3 separate regions of the Rattus norvegicus genome follow, and regions 1 and 2 are each linked to region 3. A link is a contact called in public Hi-C data. All regions are on one chromosome and are shown on one strand. The core of a region is the stretch at or near the end of the contact, and the rest is flanking DNA. Distances in the headings are between cores, read along the strand shown. Region 1 holds the start of Bag4 (BAG cochaperone 4). Region 2 overlaps Nsd3 (nuclear receptor binding SET domain protein 3). Region 3 overlaps LOC134482518 (a long non-coding RNA gene).

Region 1 (4,360 bases), core at 1,513-4,012, 510 kb before region 3:
CAAGAACTAGAGTTAGAGAAACCAAGAAAACAGCAGAGGGCAGGTTATATGGCTCAGGGGGAAGAGCACTTACTGCTCTTGTAGGGGACCCACGCTTACTTCCCAGCACACATATCAGGTAGCTCACGTATCAGGTAGCTCACAACTGCCTAAACATGAGGCCTATAAGCATACAGGTACACACGTATATACATAAATACACATTTACAAACCCAAATACACAACACAACGTACAGTGCTGTGGGGAGAGAACTTAAAAAGAAGGCCTTACATTTTATGACTATGAATACAACTTCGAGGGGTTAGAGAAACGGCTCAACAGTGAAGAACACTGCTTCTCTTGTACAAGATGAGGTTCGGCTCTTTTCTAACTCCAGTTCCAGGACATCTGATGCCCTCTTCTGGCATCCTGCACACATGTACTGTGTAACAGCTCTGGCTGTCCTGGAACTCATTTTGTAGACCAGGCTGGCTTTGAACTCAGAAATCTGCCTGCCTCTACCTCCTGAGCGCTGGGAGTAGAGCCACCGCTACACAGTTTCTAACTCCAGAATTTTCTAGACGGAGACAGAAGGAATGCTGTGATTTAAAGGGGCCAGCCTGGCAGCCGCCCTTTAAAAAAATGAAACCAAGCCAATAGAAAGACAACAATCCCCTAAGACTTCTTACAGCAAAACCAGACTATAAAGATGGTCCGCAGAGTCAAAGCTGCAATGAGCGAAGTCACTCACGAAGGGATGCAGGTCGATGGAGACACAAGGCTGAGCAAATATATGAGCTACAAAGACACAAGCACAGCTGAGCCAGGCATGATGGCACACACCTTAAATCAGAGCAATTCGAGAGGCAGGGGCACTCTAGGTTAGACAGGACTATATAGAGATCCCTTCTCAAAACAAGAACCTTGAACAACTATAAAAATTGGTTCAGACACTCTTCCTATGTGTGTCTGAATGGGGGACTAAAGGGTGTACATCAAATGGTTTGTTTTTTTGGTTTTTTTTTTGTTTTTTTTTTTTTAGTAATGGAGAGGGTCTGAGATCCACAAAGAAGTATGAGAAGGCTTGGGAACACAATCACGTTTAGTACAATGGCAGATTTGTTGTTAGACGCTTCAGGTAATTCAGATAGCTAAGGGAAGGTGAAGGTAAAAAGAATATTTCATTACACTTCATGCTTATAAAGTGGATAGTGTGTGTATATATTAATAGCTACATCTGTAGATAAACATATGAGCGAAGTTTATTATATTTGTCCCAGTCAACACAATCATGGATGCTCTCTAATTTGCAAACTCACACAGGAAATTTATAGCCTTGTACTTGTTTGAAGTTGAATAAATCACTGCTTTTGAAAAGTCACAGGATTAAAATGATTTTAAAATGCTGACTACAAGGGTTGGGGATTTCGCAAGGGTAGAGTGCTTGTCTAGCAAGCGCAAGGCCGTGGGTTCGGTCCCCAGCTGGGGGGGGTGGGGAGAATCCTTTTAAAATGCTGACTACAGAGCAGAGAGATGGCTCGGTGCTTAAGAGCACTGGCTGTTCTTCCAGAGGACCCAGGTTTGATTCCCAGAATCCTTTTCTGGTCTCTCCAGCACCAGGCAAGCAAACAGTGCACAATCATATACATTTTTTTTTTAACGCTGCTTTAAAAGTTCTGTTCGAGGAATCATACACAGGTAAGACTTTAAAGGAGAACATGAAAGTGGGGGCTGGAGAGATGGTTCAGAAGAGCACTTGTTGCTCTTGCAGAAGAAGATCTGAGATTCTTTCTCAGCACCCACACTGTGACTCTGTAACTCTGTCTGTAACTCCAAATTCCAGAAGATCCAAAGAAGAGAAGGCCATGTGGCTTCTTGGGTACCAATATGCACGTGGTTTAATTACATGTAGACACGATATGAATACACAACAAATAAAATTAAACCTTCAAAAAACACGAAATTGTAACCTCTTGGTCTGTACAGGACTGACCTTCTTTTAGTAAAAGCAAAACTGTCGAACAGAAAACAGTAAGTTTGAGGTGACTTAGCATTTGCAGAAAAGCAGGTTATTACCTCCGACACCTGTCTCTCTAACTTTAATCTGAAAGTGCTAATGACCCTCATAGGAATAGAAGACCGCAAACTGGCTATATAGCAGTAAGCCTGCGTTTACTTCTAATTAAGTTCAACTGCTGTTGTCTTAACATTTTCTGTGTTGGTGAGTCCTTCCTATAAGCATTCTCCATCCATCCATCGTCAAATATAACTTTGAAATGCTGCAGTGAAGGGCAGGGCACGCGAACGAAGTCGCCTGGGCCACTTCACGTTCACAAGTCGGATGCTGCGCCCCTCAGAAAGAGTTTCACAGTTTGGGGGGCGGGGAGGTGTCACCAGCTCAAGGACAGAGGAGGTAGGTTGGGAATGGGCTTCGAGGCTATGAAGGCAGACCACCCCGCCCCGGCCCAGAGATCTCTCTCGAAACTCCTTCTCAAGGGATGCCCACTCGGGAAAGGGTCCCACACCAGGCTCCCCCCGAGGGAGAAGTAGGTACTCACTGTCGATGTCCTCGATGAGGCTGGCGGTGCCGGGCATATAGTTCATTTTGAGCTCTCGCAAGGCTGCACTGGACGGCCGCGAGGGCGTCCAATCGCCCGTCGGCGGGACGCGGACGGGAACCCGCCGCTCACCTGCAACTCAAACACCGCTAGTCGCCGGAAGCGTTTCAGGTAACCCCACCCACTTCCGGTATCGCCTGTCCATCCACTGAAAAAGGCGTGCCGGGCGTTCGGTCGCAGACAACGTTTTCTTCCTTTCTAGTCAGTGAAGTGAAGTCCAGGTCGGAAGGGCGGAGAATAGGCGTTTCCTCACTCGTGACAAGCGCTGTCCCTCGCCTCGCTTTCCTGCTCCGAGGCCCGGGTTGATCCGTACAGTCCATGACCGCTCGGCACTCGGCGTGCAAGGGGCGGGACCGGCTCGGGATTGGCTGTAGCCGTCCTAACCCCCTTCGCCGCCCGCCAATACCTGTGGCCCGCAGGCGCCTGCGCAATGGGACGGCCGTGGGGGGCGGGAAGCGCTTCGCGGCAGCGGAGCCCATGTCGGCCCTGAGGCGCTCGGGCTACGGCCCCAGTGACGGCCCTTCGTACGGCCGCTACTACGGGCCCGGGGGCGGCGATGTCCCGGTCCACGTACCTCCGCCCTTATACCATCCGCTTCGCCCGGAGCCTCCCCAGCCTCCGGTTTCCTGGCGAGGGCGCGGGGGCGCCCCGGCCGAGACCACCTGGCCGGGAGAAGGCGCAGGTGGTGATGGCTACTACCCCTCTGGAGGCGCCTGGGCAGAACCGAGCAGAGCTGGAGGAGGCCACCAGGTAAGCCTTCAAGTCTTTTCCGGGGCTCCAGTAGGGAAGTCTTGGGCGGAGGTGAGGACATTTGAGGGGTTTATACTTAGGGTTTGTTACGACTCGGGTTTCTGATTTGTTCGTCTTCTGGGGAGGGTGCAGAGACGAGGACTGGAGATGTGAGGGGATATATTTGTCCCTTCGTTTTTACTTCAGCCATCGTAAGTGTGCCTGTTACCACGAAACGAACCGAAAAATTATTCTGCGCTGACTTCCTAAGCTTAGTAGCAGGCTGCAGCAGGATCTCTCTCCCGAGAGCGTAGGTTAGCGAGATTGGGCTGTAACAATTTATCCTGCGTGGCTAGGGGAGCTGCAGCCCTAGTCGTTACTCAGCAGCCCCTCCCGCGGGGAAGGGATCGGATCCGAACGGGGCGGGCCGATCATTTAGTTCCTTATCACTAAAGCTCTGCCCGGAATTGAATCAGGAGTAATCAATGTTGTAAAGTACCCTTATGTTCTATTTAATCATCACAAGACTGCAAGACAGATGTTATTAATGCTTCCCAATTTCTGAATGAAGAAGGCCCTGAGAGATCAACTTGCTTAGTATGTTTGGACCTTAACATTTTATTACTTGCATACATGCCAAAAATATATTTCTATTTTCTCCTTGTATGGGGCTATCATTCTAGGATGGTGGCACACATCTTTTGATCTTCATAAATAACATTCTTATTTGCTGAAAATTAATTATAAAATTCTCACACATCCATGATAGGATTGTGAAATAGTACAGGGCTTTGGAAAACAGCTGGGTTGTTCATAAAACTTCTGACAGAATTAATTTATCTATCAGATCTACTTTTAAGTATACTCAAGAAATGGAAAACAAGGGGTGGTGTGTGTGTTTAATGCCAGCACCCAGGAGCAGACCAGCCAGCCTGGTCCATATAGACATAATAAGTTCCAGTACAGCCAGGGCAACATAGTGAGACCCTGTCTCAAACAACAGCAGCAGCAACACCAGAAACATGGAAAACAT
Region 2 (4,600 bases), core at 1,685-4,184, 380 kb before region 3:
CACATTGAGAACTACCTGTAACTCCAGTTCCAGGGTATCCAATGCCTTCATCTGGCCTTGTGGGCACTGCACATACATGCACATATATACATGCAGGGCAAACACTCGTATGCATAAAACAAATCTAAAATAAAATTTAAATTATTATAAAGGGCCAAGAGAGGTGGCTCAGAGGTTAAGAGCACTTGTTGGTCTTGCAGAGGGCTTGGTTTCCATTTCCAATATCCAAATGATGGCTTAAGACTATCCAATCTCTAATGCCAGGGGATCCAATATTCTCCGATCCCTGCAGGAACCAGTCATGCATGTGGTGTACATACATACATGCAGGCAAAACATGACTACATATAAACTCTCAAAAAAAGTTTTTAATTAAAAAACTATAATAAAAAGGAAGCAGCTTTGGGGCTGGAGAGATGGCTCAGCGGTTAAGAGCACTGACTGCTCTTCCAGAGGTCCTGAGTTCAAATCCCAGCAACCACATGGTGGCTCACAACCATCTGTAATGAGATCTGATGCCCTCTTCTGGTGTGTGTCTGAGGACAGCTACAGTGTACTCATATATATGAAATAAGTAATTCTTCATGAAAAAAGTAGCTCTGTGTGTGTGTGTGTGTGTGTGTGTGTGTGTGTGTGTGTGTGTGTAAAGATTACAGGTACACCTATAGTCCTGGCTCTATTAAGAATTTGAGGCCAGCTTTGGAAGTTAAGTGAGAATCGGTCCCAAAATAAAACCAAGGGGCCAGAGAAATGACTCGTGGTTACAGCATTTGCTGTGCTTGCAGAGAACCTGGACTCAGTCCACACCAGCTCACAACTCTAACTCCAGTTCCAGGGGCTCTGACAACTTCTCAGGCACTTGGCACACACATGGTGCATACATATTAATGTATGAAGCACATACTCACACACATAAACATACATGAATCATTACAACAAACAATTTAAAAAGACTAGGGGTGTAGCCCCTGTCAGAGCCCAGGGGCCCTGGGTTCAATCTTATCCACAGTCAGAAAAAGCAAAAAGTAAAAACAAAACAAAATAAATCCTGAAGACACGAAAACTAAAGGAGCAAACACGCGTGTCTCTCAACAGCTGACTAAGCCTTCTAAGCTTTCCATCAAAGGTGTATTTTAGAAGAAATGTTTTTAAATTGAGCAGTAATGCAGGTGGAGAGCACTTAGGGCTCTTCAGTGGGCTAGAGTGTCCCAGCACCCATGTCAGCAGTTCATAACCACCCCTAACTCCAGCTACTCAGGGGCTCTCAGACCTCTAGCCTGGGTGGCCACTGCACTCAGATGCACACACCCACACCCAGAATTAAAAACAAAAGCATGTTTAACAGGCCTTTTTGAACCCATGTGTGGCTGGTGGAGTATGAGGACCGACTGCCATGAAGGCTTCCGGCATACTTCGGGAATACAAGGTGGTGGGGTGCTGCTTGCCCACCCCAAAGTGCCTGCCACATGCACCACAGTTCCGAATGTGCATCTTCATACCCAGCCATGTAGCGACCCAAGTCCCGCTTATGGTACTGGTGTGGCAGTGAAAGAAGATGAAGAAGTCACAGGGGAAGACAGTGCTCTGTGGGCAGGTGTTTGAGAAGTCACCATAGCATATGAAGAACTTAGGCATCTGGCTGTGCTACGCCTGCAGTGGCACAGACAAGATGCACAGAGAGAGCATTGGATCTGACCATCGCTCGTGCCTTCACAGTGCTACCAAGGCTCAGGTACCCAGCACCATGTCTGTGCTCGCTCCATCAGAGCTGAAGTGGAGGAGACTGCAGCGGTCAGGTGCCGATGGCCGGGTGTCAAGCAGGTCCACGACTCCAAAATCAAGTTTCCATTGACCCAGTATGTGTTATGGCACCAGCACAAGCCACGCCTCACTACCAAGATGCCCCAAACCTTCTTTTACACCCAAAGACTCATTGAGTAAAACTCCAGAGTCAAAAAGAAAGTCTTTTAAGTCGGGCTACAAAGAAGGCAAAGTGGGTAAGGGCTCACTGCTCTTGCAGAGGACTGGAAGAGCACCCACTTTTCAGCACCCACATGGAGGCTTACAACCAACCCCACTCCAAGGATAGGATACTTTCCTGCACCCCAGGAACCAGGCACGCAAATGGGTGCACATACACACCTGCAGGCAAAACACCCACCCTCACAAGCAGTCTTTAAATAAAACTATGTTCACAATATTGTTGGTGTTAAAAGTAAACATGGGAAGGCTGTAGGTGGCACCTGTTTGATCGACACTCAGGAAGCAGAGGCAGGCAGATCTCTGCGAGTTCCAGGCCAGTCAACACTACATAATGAGACCCTGTCACAAAGAAGAGAAGAAGGGGAGGGACGGGAAGGAGGGAGGGGGGGCGAGAGGGAAGGGAGGAGGGGGAGAGGGAAGAGAGGAAGGGGAGAGGGAAGGGAGGAGGGGAGAAAAGCAAGCACGAGGCATGGGGCTGAGAAAAGAGAAGATGGCTCAGCAGATAAGCACACTGGCTGCACAGGCATGAGGACATGAGTCATTTCCTCAGCACCAGGGTGAGAATCCAGGCATGACCTCACGTGCCTGTAAGCCAGTGCTGTGAAATGGGGACAGGACGAAGGCTAGGTTTTCTGGCCATCAGATAAACTGCAGACTCAATAAGAAATCCTGATTCAGGGGTTGGGGATTTAGCTCAGTGGTAGAGCGTTTGCCTAGCAAGCGCAAGAAGCGCAAGGCCCTGAGTTCAGTCCCCAGCTCCAAAAAAAAAAAAAAAAAGAAAAGAAAAGAAAGAAATCCTGATTCAAAGGGAATCAGGTTGACAGTGATAGACAATAGGACACTCAACGTCCTCTTCCAGCTCGGTGTGTGTGTGCACAGGTAGCACACCTACGGACAGACAGACAGAGTAAAAGTACATGTTATATCAAAGGCCCAGGCCAGCCTGGTTAACACAGTGAGATACTTCACAAACTAAAACAATGCCTTCCCCAGGAAAAAGATAACCTTCATTTACAAGTCTATTAATTACAAATATGCACAGAGAAAAGGAATTATAAAATGTTATTTTATAACTATGGTATGTAGGTGGTTTGTCTGCAAGTATGTATGTCTATGCTCCAGTGCCTGGTGCTCGAGGAGGCCTGAAGAGAACAGCAGATTCCCTGAAACTGGAGTGAGAGTGTGTGTAGGTGCTGGGAATCGAACCCCGGTTCTCTAGTAACCGCTGAGCCATCTCTCCAAGCCCACCTCAAACTTTAATAGTATAGATAGATACTTTCATAGATAGAAGTTGAGACTATGGACATCTTTTAGGTTCTGTCAGTTACACTCAGAGTTTTGCCCTTCCCCAATTAATACATAATATTTTTAAAATAGAAGAGGCATTTAATTTCAACTTAAAATGAGAACTAGGGGTTGGGGATTTAGCTCAGTGGTAGAGCGCTTGCCTAGCAAGCGCAAGGCCCTGGGTTCGGTCCCCAGCTCCAAAAAATAAAATAAAATAAAATAAAAAAATAAAATGAGAACTAAACAATAAAATACAACTTAAAATAGAAATATGGTAGAAATATCTTTCAATACACGCCCACAAAGAGTTACTATTATTAATAGTATAAAAATTGTTGGACAAAATATAAATATATTGTCCAATGCTACCAGTCTGACTGATAACAATATAGAAAACAATGACTACTATGTATGCTCAAGATAAACTGTACAAAACGGCTTGGACACAAAGCAGCAGAGTGCTTCACAGGCATCATGTGCAGAATAAAATCTGAGTCTTGCTTTCAAAAGAACAGAGGAAGCTACTTTATAACTATACCAGATGCTCTAACAGGATACTATCTGGCAATAAAGAGTGATAATGTACTGATACATGCTAGAACATGGACAGACCTCTAAATCATACTGAGTGAAAGAAGCCAGGAGAATGGCAAAGATCCTAAGGAGAAGGCACTGACTGACAGCTAGCCTCAGGGTGTATGGGAATCCCAAGTGATGTCTACTGGGTGTCAGATGTCTTTGGGGGGTGGGGGGAGTTGACAGAATTCCTAGGTTGTGGTGACAGTAGCATAACTTTGAATGGATTTTTAAAAAGTCACTAAGTTGGGCTGGAGAGAGGCTTCAAAGGTTAAGAGCACTGACTGCTCTTCCAGAGGTCCTGAGGTCAATTCCCAGCAACCACATGGTGGCTCACAACCATCTGTAATGGGATCTGATGCCCTCTTCTGATGTCTAAAGACAGTGACAGTGTACTGATATAAATAAAATAAATAAATCTTAAAAACAAAAACAAAAACAGAATCACGAAGTTCTGGCATTTAAATAAAAGGGTAAATCTGAGTCAGGTTTAGAATGCACACCTTTAATTCCAGCTCAGGGGAGAAAGAGGCAGGCAGTTCTAGTTCTAGGACAGCCTGGTCTATAACAAGGAGTTCCAGGTCAGAAAGAATTCCATAGTGAGATCCTGCCTCAAATAAATAACAAACAAATAAATTATTAAATATTACTAGATGAATGAATACTTCAAAAAAGTTATTAGATTTTAAAAGGTTTATAACAAAATAATATTTATGCTTTTAGTCAAAACATGAATGATTTTTAAACTCTAGAT
Region 3 (4,033 bases), core at 197-2,696:
GTACTTGATCGGTGCTGGGTTATAGGCCAGCCTGACACACATAGTAGGTACTTGGTCAGTGCTGGGTCATAGACCAGAAGATGGTGTTGAATCCCAGGAAGGCAGAGGTGTAGTTGTGAGCAGCCTGAGGTGGGTGGACCAGAGAGATCAAATGCTCTCGGAGGCAGAGTAATAAGTATTCTCTATGTTGATTTTGCTGCTGTGGTTTAATATATTAAAACATAGAATCGGTACTTAATTACTTTTCAAAGTTTTATTTTTGTGTAGATGTTTTCCTGCATGACTATCTGTGCACTGTTGCAATGCCCTCAGTGGCCAGAAGAGGGCATTATATCCTCTAGAACTGGAGTTTCAGGCAGTTGTGAGCCACCATGTAGGTGCTGGGAGCCAACCCAGAATCCTCCCTAAGAGCAGCAAGTGCTCTTAACCTCTGAGCCTCCTCTCCAGGCCCTAATTAAATACTTTTAATAATGGGGGTTAAATTTTATTGCCACATATTATAGTTTCTACGCCTTATGTATCAGTTAAAATACATTAAATAAAATTTTCTCCTAAAGGAAAATCTCTAACCTGATGACTTGTTAAAAAATACCCTTTCTTACAGTCTTGCTTACGTTATCAGTTTATTACCTGCTTTCTGCTCAGACAAAGGATAGACGAGATAGCCCATGTCCTGACTGCAAACACATCCCCATCAGCTCTGAGAATTGCTGAGTTTCCCTGCAGGTCAGTTGATCTAAAAGTTTCCAGTTTGTGGCGTGACCATTCACAGAAAGGCTAAAGATGGTTACCAACAACCAAATCTTCTGACGGGCCCCTCAGACCTGTGCGACCCCGGGTCTGTCCCTGCGTGCCAGAGGAGATAGATAATAGGTTGGAAAGGTAACCAGTTCTGTTTCCTTGGGTACCTCTTACTGCACTCCATACAGGCTACAGGGTGGTCGCCCCAACAGGAGAGGGCTCAACTGGGCGCCCACAATTAAAAGGCTGTCTTCTCCCAGCTGTTGTTGGTTTTCCTCCGGAAAGAAAGAAGGGTGGGACCAATAAGAGGGATGTGGGCGTGCGTTTGCTTGGAATCCAAAGGGTCAGGGTTTAAAAAAAAATTCTATCAAAAAAATGTTCCCAGTAAAAAAGTTCAGGGGTCGGGGAGGAAGCTCTGGATTTATTTATTTATTTTTAAAACTAAATTCTGTAACATGAGAAAGTCTTTCACAAGGAGAGCGTTCTGGAGCCAAGTTCATCCAGAGGAAAATATTTTCAGTACATGACGGAGAGGGAAAGAGGGGAGAGTGGGGGTAGGGAAAGGAAAAAGGGGAGGCAGCAGCAAAGCGATTTAAATACCAGTTATTGCAAGTAGCTTCCAGGAAGACCCGAGATTACTCCTTGAGCTCCATGTCCCAGAGGACATTTCCTGTCCGGCCTCTGGAAGGTCTAGCCAAAAGTTACAAAACATCCTTTTCCCTGTGCCCCAGGGCTGGTGGAGGAGGGAGTGCCTGCCAGCCAGTCCTCGCAGCAGGTGGGGCGAGCCGCTGCGGACCGACAGGTAGGAGCCTTGTGCACTGGGGGCATTTCACTGGGTTCAGCAGCATCCTACTAGCGTGGGTGGCCGCAAGGCTATCTCGGGAAAGGTGAGAACGTTTTTAAACCGCTGTTTGAGTAGAGAGCGTTACTGGCCACTCTAGGAGATAAGTTGTGTCAAATGAAGCTGTCTCCTGCGTCCCCCTAGTGTCTGACTTGGCCAAACGCATCCATAAGTACGGTCAGCTCTGAGTACATTCAGAGAAGGGGCTGGCTAGAAAGGGCCCTGATTAACCAGAGCCTGGCTCTTCCCCCAGGCCTGAACCGTGGGTGTTTCTGGTCGGAGGATGATCCTCTTCCTCCCATCCGTGGTCCTGGGTCAGTGTGCCCTGAGGTACTCAGGCGCCTTCTTCCACAGCCGAGGAGGGTAGGAAGTAAGTAAGGCACCTTTCGGATGCCTTTCTCCGGTTCCGAAACTCTCTGCTCTTTATCACACATTTTGCCCTTTGGCCACACCTCGCCTTGCCTTGCCTTGTTCTCTAACAGGTTAACTAAATGAGTAAGGGGTCTGAACTAAACGGTCAGAACCTACCGACTGGTTATCAACAAGTACCGTGTGCCACCAGATAGTCTAAAGGATGCCAGGGGTTGGGGATTTAGCTCAGTGGTAGAGCGCTTGCCTAGCAAGCGCAAGGCCTTGGGTTCGGTCCTCAGCTCCGGGGGGAAAAAAAAGGAAAAAAAAAAAAAGGAGGCAGACGCCAGCCGTCATCATAATTTCTGATTTACAGGTGACCGATGAGCCTGAGAGGGAGGGTCTCATGTCCAAACTGCTGAGTTCAGAAACTAGGAAGCCCGGGGTTTAAACCTGGGTTCTGTTATGTTTTATAAAAAGATAAGAAGGTTTGGTGGGGGCGTGGTATGGTGTGGGGGAAGGGTGTGCCACTGCCGGGCATTCCTTCCCCCTAATAGTTTATTTAGGGCATGGGGAAGGGAGTTGAGGTAGTGGAGGCAGAGAAAGGCAGAGAGAGAGAGAGAGAGAGAGAGAGAGAGAGAGAGAGAGAGAGAGAGAGAGAGAGGGAGGAAGGGGAATGGGGAGAAGAGGGTAAGCGATAGAGAGTAAGAGAAGAAGAGAAGAGAGCAAGAGAGTGAGGAGGGGGCAAGCAGCCCCTTTTCTAGTGAGTCAGGCACACCTGGCTGTTGCCAGGTAACTGTGGGGTGGAGCCTAGACGAAATGCCAACAGGTTCCAACCAGTTGCTGACTCTGGACAGTTCGTTGCTCTCTACCTCTCTAACATTGGCTAATAAGAGCCCGGCCTCACAGAGGCGTTGTGAGGGGCACTGGTGGTAAACATTATTTTACTATAAAGCAGGTGAGCAATGCAATGTGCTCGTCTTGGATGCTGCAGTATGCAGGCTTCCTGTAGAGGGGTTCGGCCATCACTCCCAGTGCAGAAGCGGGAGTTCTGCAAGGTGTCCCGAGTGCCTGGTTAGGGTCAGGACCTGCTGTCGGGGCTGTGCATGTTCACTGGCCAGCAGAGTGTGACTAAAGCCAGCAATTCACACCAAGTTCCAGGGCACCCTTCACACACCTCACAAATGTGCATCTCTTGGTCATGATGCAAGAACTGTGTTCTCTGTGACGATTCCTTCACGAAAGCAGAGGCATCTGGTGTCCCGTAACCTCCTCTTGTAAGTTTCAGCCCAGAAGCTGCGACTTTGTCTTGCTTGAAGAAAAGGTTTTTGGTTGAAAAGAAGTTCTGACCCTTTACAGAACTACTGACCTGAGCAGACAGGGCTTTGCCGGGACTGCAAATGAGTTGGTTTGCAGAGTTGCAACCACACAGGTCAGTTCATACAGCTCTTACCAAAGCCCCGGGAGGGATGGGCAGCCTCTGCCGGTGAGCGATCTAAAGAAAGGGAGAGACCTTACATGACCGGCTCATAAACACCCGACCTGTTTGTCTGAGGCTCCAGGCCTTGGATGATCTTGTAGGCCAGTCAGACAAGGTAGGAGGAACTGTGGTGGTGGCGGCTTTTTGTGTTTTTGTAAAGGAGGACTCTTGAGAAAAAGCTGGCCTGAATGGGTCACAGAGCCAAGACAGAATGTTCTATGGAAGGAAATGAGTTCTGGAATAGGTGGAGTTAACACATTTTTTTAGACTTGTGATCCTGTGCTAAGATTGCAGGGGCCAGCACTGAGCCATGCTGCATCCCTGGTAAATATTTATTTACGAAATGCTACAGAGCGCGCGCTCTCTCTCTCTCTCTCTGTGTGTATGTGCGCATGTGTGTCTCTCTCATGTGCATGCATGCATGTGTGTGTGAGTGTGTGTGGGTCTCGTGTGTGCGAGTGTGTCTCGTGTGCATGCATGCATATGTGTGTGAGTGTGTGTGGGTCTCGTGTGTCTCGGGTGCATGCATGCATGATGCATATGTGTGTGCTCTCTGTCAGTGTACATGCATGCCTGTGTGTGTGTGACTGTGAGTGTGTCTCATGTGCATTCATGCATGCGTG

What was found. Hi-C and Micro-C count contacts between places; a contact is called where the count stands out from the background.
Region 1: a Hi-C map of mammary epithelial cells shows a contact between it and region 3, with 3 times the contacts expected there. The contact joins the promoter of Bag4 here to the enhancer-like site in region 3. A contact is called at or near these places in 3 of 12 Hi-C or Micro-C datasets (Schwann cells, frontal cortex and mammary epithelial cells).
Region 2: a Hi-C map of the A7r5 cell line shows a contact between it and region 3, with 5 times the contacts expected there. The contact joins two enhancer-like sites. A contact is called at or near these places in 2 of 12 Hi-C or Micro-C datasets (the A7r5 cell line and mammary epithelial cells).

The regions. Positions count from the first base shown.
Region 1 is chr16:72,988,645-72,993,004 of GRCr8, forward strand. It overlaps Bag4 (BAG cochaperone 4), which reads left to right and starts at 2,763. Exons shown (of 5, transcript NM_001025130.1): 1 at 2,763-3,348. The coding sequence starts at 3,076. Lsm1 (LSM1 homolog, mRNA degradation associated) reads right to left here and starts at 2,937. Exons shown (of 4, transcript NM_001108876.1): 1 at 2,539-2,937. The coding sequence starts at 2,584.
Region 2 is chr16:73,115,792-73,120,391 of GRCr8, forward strand. All of the region lies in intron 4 of Nsd3 (nuclear receptor binding SET domain protein 3), which reads right to left. Among named protein-coding and RNA genes, the nearest start is that of Nsd3, 50 kb to the right of the region's middle. Within about 2 kb of position 2,935, at least 3 of the 93 cell types and tissues checked have an H3K27ac peak or open chromatin away from gene starts, as enhancers often do.
Region 3 is chr16:73,499,420-73,503,452 of GRCr8, forward strand. It overlaps LOC134482518 (a long non-coding RNA gene), which reads right to left. Exons shown (of 3, transcript XR_010058740.1): 1 at 1,342-4,033; 2 at 631-846. Among named protein-coding and RNA genes, the nearest start is that of Tacc1, 46 kb to the right of the region's middle. Within about 2 kb of position 1,447, at least 12 of the 93 cell types and tissues checked have an H3K27ac peak or open chromatin away from gene starts, as enhancers often do.